Regions from separate parts of the Mus musculus genome. Here region 1 is linked to region 2. A link is a contact called in public Hi-C data. All regions are on one chromosome and are shown on one strand. Each heading gives the region's core, a stretch centred on a gene start, on an enhancer-like site or on the middle of the called end of the contact. The rest is flanking DNA. Distances are from core to core; before and after follow the strand shown.

Region 1 (5,516 bases), core at 121-2,620, 97 kb before region 2:
GCAATGCTGCTTGAAACAACCATCCCAAGACTTCCAGGAGCTAAACGAGTAAAATTGATGCTTAGGAACTTGAATTAGCCATCTGTGCTGGGAAACCTAGTTCCAAACTGCAAAATTTTGATTGAGATCATTTGGGAACAAACCTACAAAGTAAGCAGAAACTAACTGATATTACTCTCCAGTCTGTACAGTGTTTTGTCCAATGGTCATGGCAAATGAAAGCACAGACTAGGAAGAGTTGTCAGGTCTAACCCTGGCAGTGCCCATGGCTACCTACTGCAGAAAGAAGGCAGGGCTTACAGGTTTTAAGTGACATAGTTTTCTGGGCACAGCTATCCGTTCACGGCAGGAGACTCTGTCCAAGGTCCAGCCAATGCCCTTGCTCTGGTTTCTCACTTACTAGGAGGCCGAATAATGCAGTTTCTCTGCCCAAAGAGTTTGAGCTGACACGAACATATGGCACACGTCAGTTCTTTCACTTTAAGTGAACAAACCAGCTTTCTGATTGTAATTTGGATTTGGAGACATTTAGCACAGGAGGAAGACTGTTCTGGTGTGCTGAGTCAGGACTTCCGCTGGCCTAGTGGCTGCATTCTTACTGTAAATTAATGAGCGCTCAGCTTTGTACATTGCTGTTTCTGGGAGCTTAGTTAATGTAAGATGCAAGTCTGTTGGGGGAAACTCTTTGGTCTCCAAGTACTGGGTGAAGACAGTGCTGCTGGGGAACTCTTGGAGACAATTGAGCATTGTCCTGAAGTCATCTTTTCAGGTATCCATTACAATCAATCTCACTGCCTGTTTGAAGATTGTATAAGCAAGTGCGTGTTTTTAATCATATTCCCCAGTTGTATATGTGTGTACGCGCGCCTGAGCACGCGTTTGTCTTTTTTTTTTAAACAGGATCTCACTGTGCAACCCTAGCTGATTTAGAACTCACTACATAAACCAGGCTGACCTCAAATTTGTGTTAGCCCTCCTGGGATTATAGGTGCGCACCAGCAAGCACCATATTAATAAGCCTGGCCTTTATCAAAGGAGAAAGAGAACATAGATGAAGCAAACGCTGGTGCGGAAACCACCCTCTGGCAGGAAGGGGGCGTTTCGTGAACAGTTAACCTGAGGAAAGACTTGGTGGGGGAAATCAGACAGTCTGTGTTAGATACACTTGTCTTTGAACCTATAGGGCTGGCAAGGAAGGATGGTGTAAGAGACAGCTGAGGGGATGCATTTCTGGAACGAGCGCTTGCTTCCATCTGTAGTGTTTTTTTTTTTTTTTTTTCTTTTCTCCCTCTGCTGTGATGTATTGCTCCTAAGGCCTGAGACAGTGAGGTTCAGGCCACCACAATTTACAGATAGAATTCCCCGTCACCTTTCCAGCCCAAAGTTGCAAAGCACCTTCTCCAGCCCAGAGGTTATGACCCATTCCTACACACAGCGTCAGCTAAGAGCCTGAGTTTAGCAATTTGGAATGGGTGAGAATACGATTTCTTTTTCCCAAGAGCCAAAAGGCTCTGAATCATAGGAGATGAACTCTGAAGATGTACGACTTGCCGAGCCAATTGGCTCTGTAGATAAATGTATTTGCACTCCAGTGGCACTCGTCTGAGACGGTGATAAGGGAGAGAAAGAACAGTTTTTTTTTTTTTTTTTTTTTTTTTAACCATGAGCTTTACATTTCTTGTCATGTTTAGGTCTTCTCATTTCCCATTCTGAGGAGTGAGCCCAGGCTGCTGCGTAATTAGCTCAAGCCCTACCCAGGGAGAAGACATATGAGAGCATAGAACGCCCTCTGGTGGGCAGCGGCGAGCAGCGTTATCTGGAGTGTGCAGCCCTCAATCTTGGTAGGGTTGCTAACACCTGGATCTCGTCTAACAGGGTTGAGTGTGGACCTCAGGCCAATGTCCATACATGATAAGAGCATGCTACAAGACAGTGCCATCCTTTTGATTTCCTTCTCCAGTTTTCTCTCTTCACTGTATGGAAACACTGCAAATGAAGAACACCCTGGCTAATCCTAAGGTAAAGGCTCTCAGAATCAAAAATAAACTTAGGGAACAAAACCTGAGACCGTCTTAACACCTAAACATAAGAAGAACAAAATTTGACATATCTCAGAATGTGACACACTTGATTTGAATTTTTTAGTTAAAAATCTACCAGAGGAAGGCACCTCTGAATGGATAAACTATTTATTATTAAGACTTAGATAAAACCTGTTGTATTTATTTTAAAGTAAAGCTTGACCCCTAGATGCAAACGAGGCAAAGAAGGAAAACTAGGTGGCTGTGTGGCACAGTGGACAGAGTGCTGGCTCTAATGTCAGAAGGGAAAAACTGTTAGAGTTTGGCTAATGTCAAAGAAGAGCAGCCCCTTCCAAAGCTCAGGTGTTTGGACGCATTAGGCACAGTTCTTCTTGCTTGGATTGTTGCTGGTTTTGTGCATGTGTGACGCTGGGGATTGAGTAAGGCCTTGTGCGTGCTAGTATGGGCTCTTCACACTGAGCTGTATCCCCAGCCTCCATGCTCAGTAGGAGGACCTTTGGTTTTCTCACTTCTCTGTGTAACACCTGTTACACAGAGTTCCTTTTCATCACTCTGAGACAGAATATCCCTACTTTCAAAATAAGGATAATAACATCAACTCTTGGCCTCTCCTTTGGCCCTCTTTGAAATTTCTACTGATGTTAGGGCTATATACAAAGTACATAGAATTTGTGAGTTGAAAACTGAATATTGGGTTGGCAGGATTCCTCAGTGGTTAAAGAGGTATTTGCTAGTATGCCTGATGATGTGAGTTCAATTTCTGACACCCACATGGTGGAAGGAGACATCAGGCATCCACACTATGAATGGCACATGCACACAACCTCAAATAAATAAATATAGAAACAACAGCAGCAACAACAAAACCAAAACAAAACCCCCGCACAAACTTGAGTACCTTCATTTTGGAATTCATAACTTATATTCAGCAACCCTAGTACAAAGTGGAGAAATAGGAAGCAGTCATGCTGTTGGTTTGCCTTACTGAGATGAGGGTTCACTGTGTTGCCCAGGATAGCCTTGAGTTCCTAGGCTCGCTGATTGCCCCGAATCAGCGTTTTTAGTAGTCAGGACTGTAGGTGCATCACAGTCCTATTCTAATTTTGATTTAAAATGTTAAGCATCACTCCACGATCTTCCATGCCTCTGTTCTTCCTCCCCTGCAGGCTATCAGCTCACTTGACATCCTCATGGGTTTGAACAAAGCTTGCCTCATCACAGGAAGGCTGCTCTCACTTTCTCTAATTACCTTGTGAATCTTCATGATAGTCTCGTGCCCTGTACATTAGTATTATCTTAAGTTAACTCATAATGAAAGTATGTACGGAGAGGCTAAACACCTTGCTTAAGAACACACGAGGTCCACCACTATTTAGCTGCAACAGAGTCACATAGAGACTCCTGCTTTCTCATTAGGTCAGAGGCTAGAACTCTTGCTAGCCCTGGCATATCCCTCAACTGCCACAGAATGAGTTGAGACCCTGATTCCTCAGGTCAGTGTGGGAAGCCACATGTGCCGTTGCTGAGTGGCACTGACTACTGCTGGCCACCATACATAAGATTGGACAAACAACCAATGTGTACATATGCAGTAAAGTTTTTTGCAAAGACACTGCCTGGCCCAGGCATGATAATGAGGTTCTGTAAGGTACTGAGAGTATAACCAATCAGATGAGGAACATGCAAATGAGGCTTAGTGCATAACCAATCCGGGTATGAGACACGCCTCTCCTAGGCCTATAAAAGCAGCACCAGTTCTGGGCTCGAAGTCTTTTCGCCTCTGCAATCAAGCTCTCCCAATCAACGTGTGCAGAAGGATCCTGTTGCAGCGTCGTTCTTGCTGGTCGAGTCCGGTGCGCGCAAGAGGTCAGCAACCAGCACCCTTAGTGACCCAGAACTCCAAACCCCAGCCATATAGAGAACCTATCTGCTTGTCTGGTCACTGGCCAGTGCTCCTGCTGACCCAAAATTTCACCCCCACCCCCTGTCCCAGGCGATACATGGAGATCACTGCTGCTGATCACTTTTCAGAATCAGAGGCTGACACTCCTGCTAATACTAGTACCTCATCCTCAACTGCCACAGAGTCAACTTGCTTGTCAGATCAAAGGCCAGAACTCCTAATGATCCTGATGCTCTACCACCCCACTACCACAGTACTGCACAGAGATCCCATCAGCTCCTTAGGTCAAAGGCTAGTAGCTCAGCTGACTCTGGCACTCTCTCTCTTTGGTACTACAGGATCACATTGAGTGCTGGCTCATGAGGGCAAATGCCACACTCCTGCTCCTGAGGCATCTCGCTTGTCACCATCTTGCTTTTTGCTCGCAAAAAGCAACCAAAAATGAATAGAAGTGAAATATTAAATAAGGCAAATAATAAGAAAAATCTCAGTGGAAAAACCTCACCCATGGAATGGACCACGTGGAGGACAAAATATCAGGGCTTGAGAGAAGCTATAAGGCTGCATCATTTAATTCAAGAAACTGATTACATTTTATTTATAAGATTTACTTATTATGAGCGTTTGTTTACATGCATGTATGTATACTATGTATATCATATGCATGTCTAATACCCAGGGAGGTCAGAGCAGGCATGGATCTCCTAAAACTGTGTTTGCAAATGGAGGCATGTGGGTGTTGGGAACTGAACCTCTGTCCTCTGCAAGAGCGACAAGTATTCTTAAAAACACTGAGCCATCTCTTCAGCCCAAGTGACAAATTTTTAAAAGCATAATCTTTGTGACACTTTCAAATGGTCACTATATGTACTTTGGGGATGGAAGAAAGAGAAGAAAGCCATGCCAAAGGCGTAGCAAATATAGAAACTTTAAAAGCCAGAAACACAAGCCAGGCAGTGGTAATGCATGCCTTTAATTCCTTCACTCGGGAGGCAGAGGCAGGCAGATCTCTGTTAGTCTACAGATTGAGTTCTAGGACAGTCAGGACTACAGAGAAACCATGCCTTGGAAAACAAAATAACAAAAAGCCCAAAACACTTGGGAAGATATATTCAAGCTGTGGACGATCACAGATGCCAACCCAAGACTACCTATACCGGACAAAACTGTCATAATTAAAGGAAAAAGAAAAGCTCCCCATAAAAAAGCAAGCTAAGGAATTTATGAGCATTAGGTCAGCTCAACCGAGGATATTGGAAGGGAGATTGTGGATGAAAGAGGAATAAACATTCAGGAGGCTCCAGGAGGTGGGATAATGATGCTAACCGTTGCTCTGTACATAAGGACTAAGAACACTGAGCGCTGCACAACCACACGTGATGAGAATTAATTTACGGCTCTCAGTACCCTGAATTTTAATGGTCTCAATCTCTCAATCAACAGACGCAGACTAGAAGTTTGGATTAGAAAACAGGAGCCCTCTTAAGGCCTGCGAGAGGAAGAAAATGGTATCCAAGCAAATGGAACCAAGAAACAAACAGGCCCTTAATTGTGACATCTGACAATATAGA
Region 2 (5,125 bases), core at 2,098-4,597:
TTACCCTGAGGTAGTGTCTCTTTTTCCCTGAGGTGGGTTTCCTGTAAGCAGCAAACATTTGGGTCCTGTTTATGTAGCCAGTTTGTTAGTCTATGTCTTTTTATTTGGGAATTGAGTCCATTGATATTAAGAGATATTAAGGAAAAGGAATTGTTTCTTCCTGTTATTTTTGTTGTTAGAGTTGGGATTCTATTCCTGTGGTTGTGTTCTTTTAGGTTTGTTGAAGGATTACTTTCTTGGGTGTAGTTTCCGTCTTTGTGTTGGTGTTTCCCCGTTATTATCCTCTGAAGGGCTGGATTCATGGAAAGATATTGTGTGAATTTGGTTTTGTCATGGAATTCTTTGGTTTCTCCTTCTATGGTAATTGAGAGTTTTCTGGGTATAGTAGCCTGGGCTGGTATTTGTGTTCTCTTAGGGTCTGTATGACATCTGTTCAGGATCTTCTGGCTTTCATAATCTCTGGTGAGAAGTCTGGAATAGTTCTAATAGGTCTGCCTTTATGTGATACTTAACCTTTTTTTCTTACTGCTTTTAATATTCTTTCTTTGTTTTGTGCATTTGGGGTTTTGATTATTATGTGATGGGTGGAATTTCTTTTCTGGTCCAGCCTATTTAGAGTTCTGTAGGCTTCTTGTATGTTCATGGGCATCTCTTTCTTTAGGTTAGGGAAATTTTCTTCTATAATTTTGTTGAAGATATTTGCTGACTCTTTAAGTTGAAAATCTTCATTCTCATCTACTCTGATTGGTCTTCTCATTGTGTCCTGGATTTCCTGGATGTTTTGAGTTACGATCTTTTTGCACTTTGCATTTTCTTTGATTGTTGTGTCCATGTTCTCTATGGAATCTTCTGCACCTGAGATTCTCTCTTCCATCTCTTGTATTCTGTTCCTGATGCTCGCATGTATGGTTCCTGATTTTTTTTTTTTTTTTTTTTTAGGATTTCTATCTCCAGAGTTGTCTCTCTTTGTGATTTCTTTATTGATTCTATTACCATTTTTAGCTCCTGGAAGGTTTCATTCCGTTTCTTTAACTGTTTGGATGTGTTTTCCTGTTGTTCTTTAAGAGATTTTTGTGTTTCCTCTTTAAGTGCTTCTATCTGTTTACCTGTGTTCTGCTGTATTTCTAAAGGTAGTTATTAACATCCTTCTTAAATTCCTCTACCAGCATCATGAGAAGTGATTTTAGATCAGAATCTTGCTTTTCCGCTGTGTTGGGGTGTCCAGGACTCGCTGTGGTGGTAGTACTGGGTTCTGATGATGCCAAGTAGTCTTGGTTTCTGTTGGTAAGATTCTTACATTTGCCTTTTGCCCTCTGGTAATCTCTGGTGTTAGATATTCTTGCTGTCTCTGGCTGGAGCTTGTTCCTCCTGTGAATCTGTAAGCCTGTGTCAGCACTTCTGAGAGCCCAGCTCTCTCCTGGAGAGACCAGTGGACAGAGAACTGCTGAACAGCCCCACCTCCTGGGTACAAAGGGAGGCCTGTAGGATCCTGTCCCAGCTGCTCTGCCGCTTCTGTGGCCTGTGCGCTCCTGAGTAGACCTGGATTAGAGTCACAGGAGAGAAAATGGCATCTCACCTGAGTCCTGGCATCAGACACTACCTCCTAAAATTCTTTTCTGTGTGGAAACCACAAATCCAGGTTTGTCCTAAGTGAGGATCCCCAAAAGTCTGGGACTTCCCAGGGTGCTGATGGTGACAGTGTGGTGTTGTCTTTGTCCTTTATTGCTGACAACATGACCTTATCTTGGAAAAAGACGTCAAATCTTTAGGAGTATTAGAAACCACAGTATTAAGGCCTTGGAGGGCAGAACTCCATTCAGCTCAGTGGGCTTCTAATGCCCCTGTCTTCCTATTGCATGTTTGGAATGTATGTTTATTGAGTACAGTGGCAATGCCTGCAGGTATAACTACTCCATAGGCTGCAGCAGGGGGATTGCTTGAGCCTTGAAGCTTGAGGCTAGCTGGGGTACCAACTAGTGAGATCCCAACTCAATCACACAAACACATGACTCTACTTACCTTGCTTGAGGTGCATTTTTTATGATAACGGTATAGCTCTAAAATAAAACCTTTACTTCACAATTTACTGCTATACTTCCCTTTTTACCTTTTATAGTAAAGTTCTTAGGCAGACCATTTTGATATTGAGTTGAGGGAGCTCATGAGGCCTCACCCTCCCCGAAGATATATATGTAAAATTCATGATCGTTGGGGAAAGTTGGCATTTATTTATTATTATTATTATTATTATTATTATTATTATTAATTATTATTTTTACCATGAATGACACTTTATTCAGTCTTTTTCTTAACAACTGAAACTCTGGGAATTCAAAATTAACATTCTTGCCTGCGAGCTTCTTGTACACACCAGAAAAAGTTTCGACCTTGTGTTCCATGTTGCTCTGCTGTACTTTGTCTAAGTGAACTTTTATGAGCTGGTTGCCATCCGGTTTCACACGGATCCTCTTACCCACACTTTCACTTGAAAAGACTAAGTCCTCAAGGATGGCGTCGTGCACTGCTGTCAGTTTGCAGCTTCTGGGGCGCTTTTGCTTATTTTTCGTACGGCTTTTCCGGGTTGGCTTGGGCAGAATCCTCCTCTGAGCAATGAAGACTGCATGCTTCTCACTGAACATTTTCTCCAATTCACGAACTAGCCGGACTTGGATTTTCTGGAAAGATTTAAGGGGAGGAACTGGTACAAAAATTACGATAGATTTCCGACCACCACCAACTTCAATTTCCTTGGCTGCGGTGATGGTGAGTTCCTGCAGCTGCGCCTTGAGATCGGAGTTCATCTCCAGCTCGAGCTGCGCCTGAGAGATTCCAGAGTCGAACTCATCCAGCGTCTTGCCATTGAGCTTCACAATCTTGTCTCTCGAGGTGAACATGGCTTCGTCCTCACGGAGTGCCTGGCTTAGAAAGAGGGACAACTCTCACGAGAACAGCACACATCCGGGTGGCAGAAGGCATTTTCTTAAGTAGGGTAGCCATTGGTAAGTTGCTGATGCTCCTGTATTCAAAATACTCATGCTCCTTTGAGGAACTCTAATGAAACTTATTACATGATAAAAGACATGAAAGTAGATGGGGACCAGCAGGGATGAGGAAAAGAGGCAGCCGGAGTGGCAGGTGGATAAGAGATGATGACAGGGGGTGGATCTGATCAGACTACATTATATACATCTATGAAAAGGCAGCGCTGCAACCCATCGGGTATAAGTACAGCTAATATATACTAATGAAAATGAAAAAGTTGGAAGAAACATGTCTTCAGGCAGGATGTGAAAAGTGAAAGAGAAGACTCATCGACTGCCACACCTCGCACGCAGGCCCTGGTGTTGGACTACTCATGATTTCCTTCCTGTGCTCTGAGAGAAAGCTGCTAATTTTAGATTTGTCTTTATGGTCACAGTCAGTACTTATGGTTTCTTAGCTTTGTGTTGTTTTGCTTACCTTTTCCTTTTTCTGTTATACAGCTCATCAGGAATCTTCTTACTGCTCAGAGCAAAAATGGCTCATTTAAGATCACATTCCTAACATTTACTAAAGGCAAATCACAGAAACAGACACTAGCCTGTATTTTTGAGCGTAAGGGTGAATGGAATGTTTCTTCAGAGCCATGATGGGAAATCTACACATGCAAGGTGGAGAGTCACTATCTTGAGCTAGGATGACTATGAAATTAGTAAAATGGCTAAAAGGGCCCTAACGTGAAACATTAATTGGGATTTAATGGTTAACCTTGGCAGTGAGAAAGATACATAGTATCCCTCTGTCCAGCCTCTGGTAGCTCTCTGTAATTTTGCCCTAACTGTGGTATTCACAGAAGTTGTACAATCTAGTCATGAATCCGAGTCTAATTACTTTATATTAGCATCATGCTTTTTCCTCAGAGAGAGCGATGGTTTATTTTTAATCAGCTCTTATATGTTAAGTCAATAGTGTCTGCCAAGTGGGCAACAGTTGCCTTTAAAGCACATTTCTCTGCAACTGGCATAATTACCTCACACAGAGAGAAGCCTCAGCAGGACTTCATAACCTCTGGGTTTATAAAATCTAATTATGTTCAAAATACAATATTTTATTTTCACTGATCTCAGAAAGAGCCCAAACATGAACAAAGCCAGACTAACCACAGAGTAACTGGGGAGCAGTGAGGTCCTCTCTGCATCCAATCTGCCCCATGCCAGCTGTCTGAGGGAGAAGCCCCGCTTTGCTCAGTCATCATGTCACAGAGAAACGTGGGGGTATACTCTAGATAATCTTTTGGACCGGTCCACTTGACGTTAGGTAAAACCTCTATTTAGTCCGGCGGTTCAGGCTTCTCTAGGCCAAGCTCAGTCTACAGAGTGGAAGAGAGGTGCCCAGTCTGCTTCTCCATGCTGCGTCAGAAGCAGATGTAACTAAGAGTTGGGGAAAGGGAGGCCCAAACGTGCTCTCCAGTGTGTTCTCAGAAGGAAGTTTGTTTTCCTCGCCTTTACATTTTGGAATTTTGCAACTGATTGTGTTTGATAAAGAGGATAAACCACTAAAGTACATCTTTCAAAACCTCTGCGCTATTCCATAGTCATGGGCAGTCCCTCTATTTTAAAAAAGGATGATTGAAAATATAAGAAAAGAGGAAGCTGGGAGTGTGCTGGGAGTGCAACCCAGAAACCCATGCTGCCTGAGAGCCACCCTGGTTACAAACATTCTACTCTAAATAAAGTGCACACCCAAACCACACACACACACACACACACACACACACACGACTACTTTAGGAATTAGTTCCACTGTACTATCTGTGACTATTTTTTGATCCTATGTAAGAAAGAAGAATGTATTAGGGCAGGAAACAATTTATTTTCCTTACAGCTATAGCATTGTACAGAGCATGGTACTCCATCATGTTTCAGCATCTCTCCCCTTCCTCTTTCTTAGTGGCATCTTGAGGTCGACTTCCCTCCTTTCTCGCTTCTCCTGTACCATACCAAATTGGGGGGGGGGTATTTCCACTGAGAAACAGCAACTTACAACTGCGAGACTCAGTTAATAATATATAGTAAAATAATAAAAGAAGTTAATAATATACTCAGGAGCAAATTGGATTGATGTCATAGTTCATACTTGTTCCCAA

The links. A called contact is a pair of places that touch in the nucleus more often than the background predicts.
Region 1: a contact with region 2 is called in a Hi-C map of CD8 T cells, with 2.6 times the contacts expected there. The contact joins two enhancer-like sites. A contact is called at or near these places in 1 of 15 datasets of contacts at CTCF or cohesin (CD8 T cells), 5 of 484 Hi-C or Micro-C datasets (CD4 T cells, CD8 T cells and nephron progenitors) and 2 of 115 datasets of contacts at active chromatin or transcription factors (the 230-238 cell line and embryonic stem cells).

What each region holds. Positions count from the first base shown.
Region 1 is chr6:67,316,926-67,322,441 of GRCm38.p6, forward strand. All of the region lies in intron 8 of Il12rb2 (interleukin 12 receptor, beta 2), which reads right to left. Among named protein-coding and RNA genes, the nearest start is that of Serbp1, 53 kb to the left of the region's middle. Within about 2 kb of position 1,371, at least 16 of the 459 cell types and tissues checked have an H3K27ac peak or open chromatin away from gene starts, as enhancers often do. A contact at or near this core is called in CD8 T cells, where this site is marked.
Region 2 is chr6:67,412,119-67,417,243 of GRCm38.p6, forward strand. It overlaps the pseudogene Gm4761. Among named protein-coding and RNA genes, the nearest start is that of Il12rb2, 38 kb to the left of the region's middle. Within about 2 kb of position 3,348, at least 35 of the 459 cell types and tissues checked have an H3K27ac peak or open chromatin away from gene starts, as enhancers often do. A contact at or near this core is called in CD8 T cells, where this site is marked.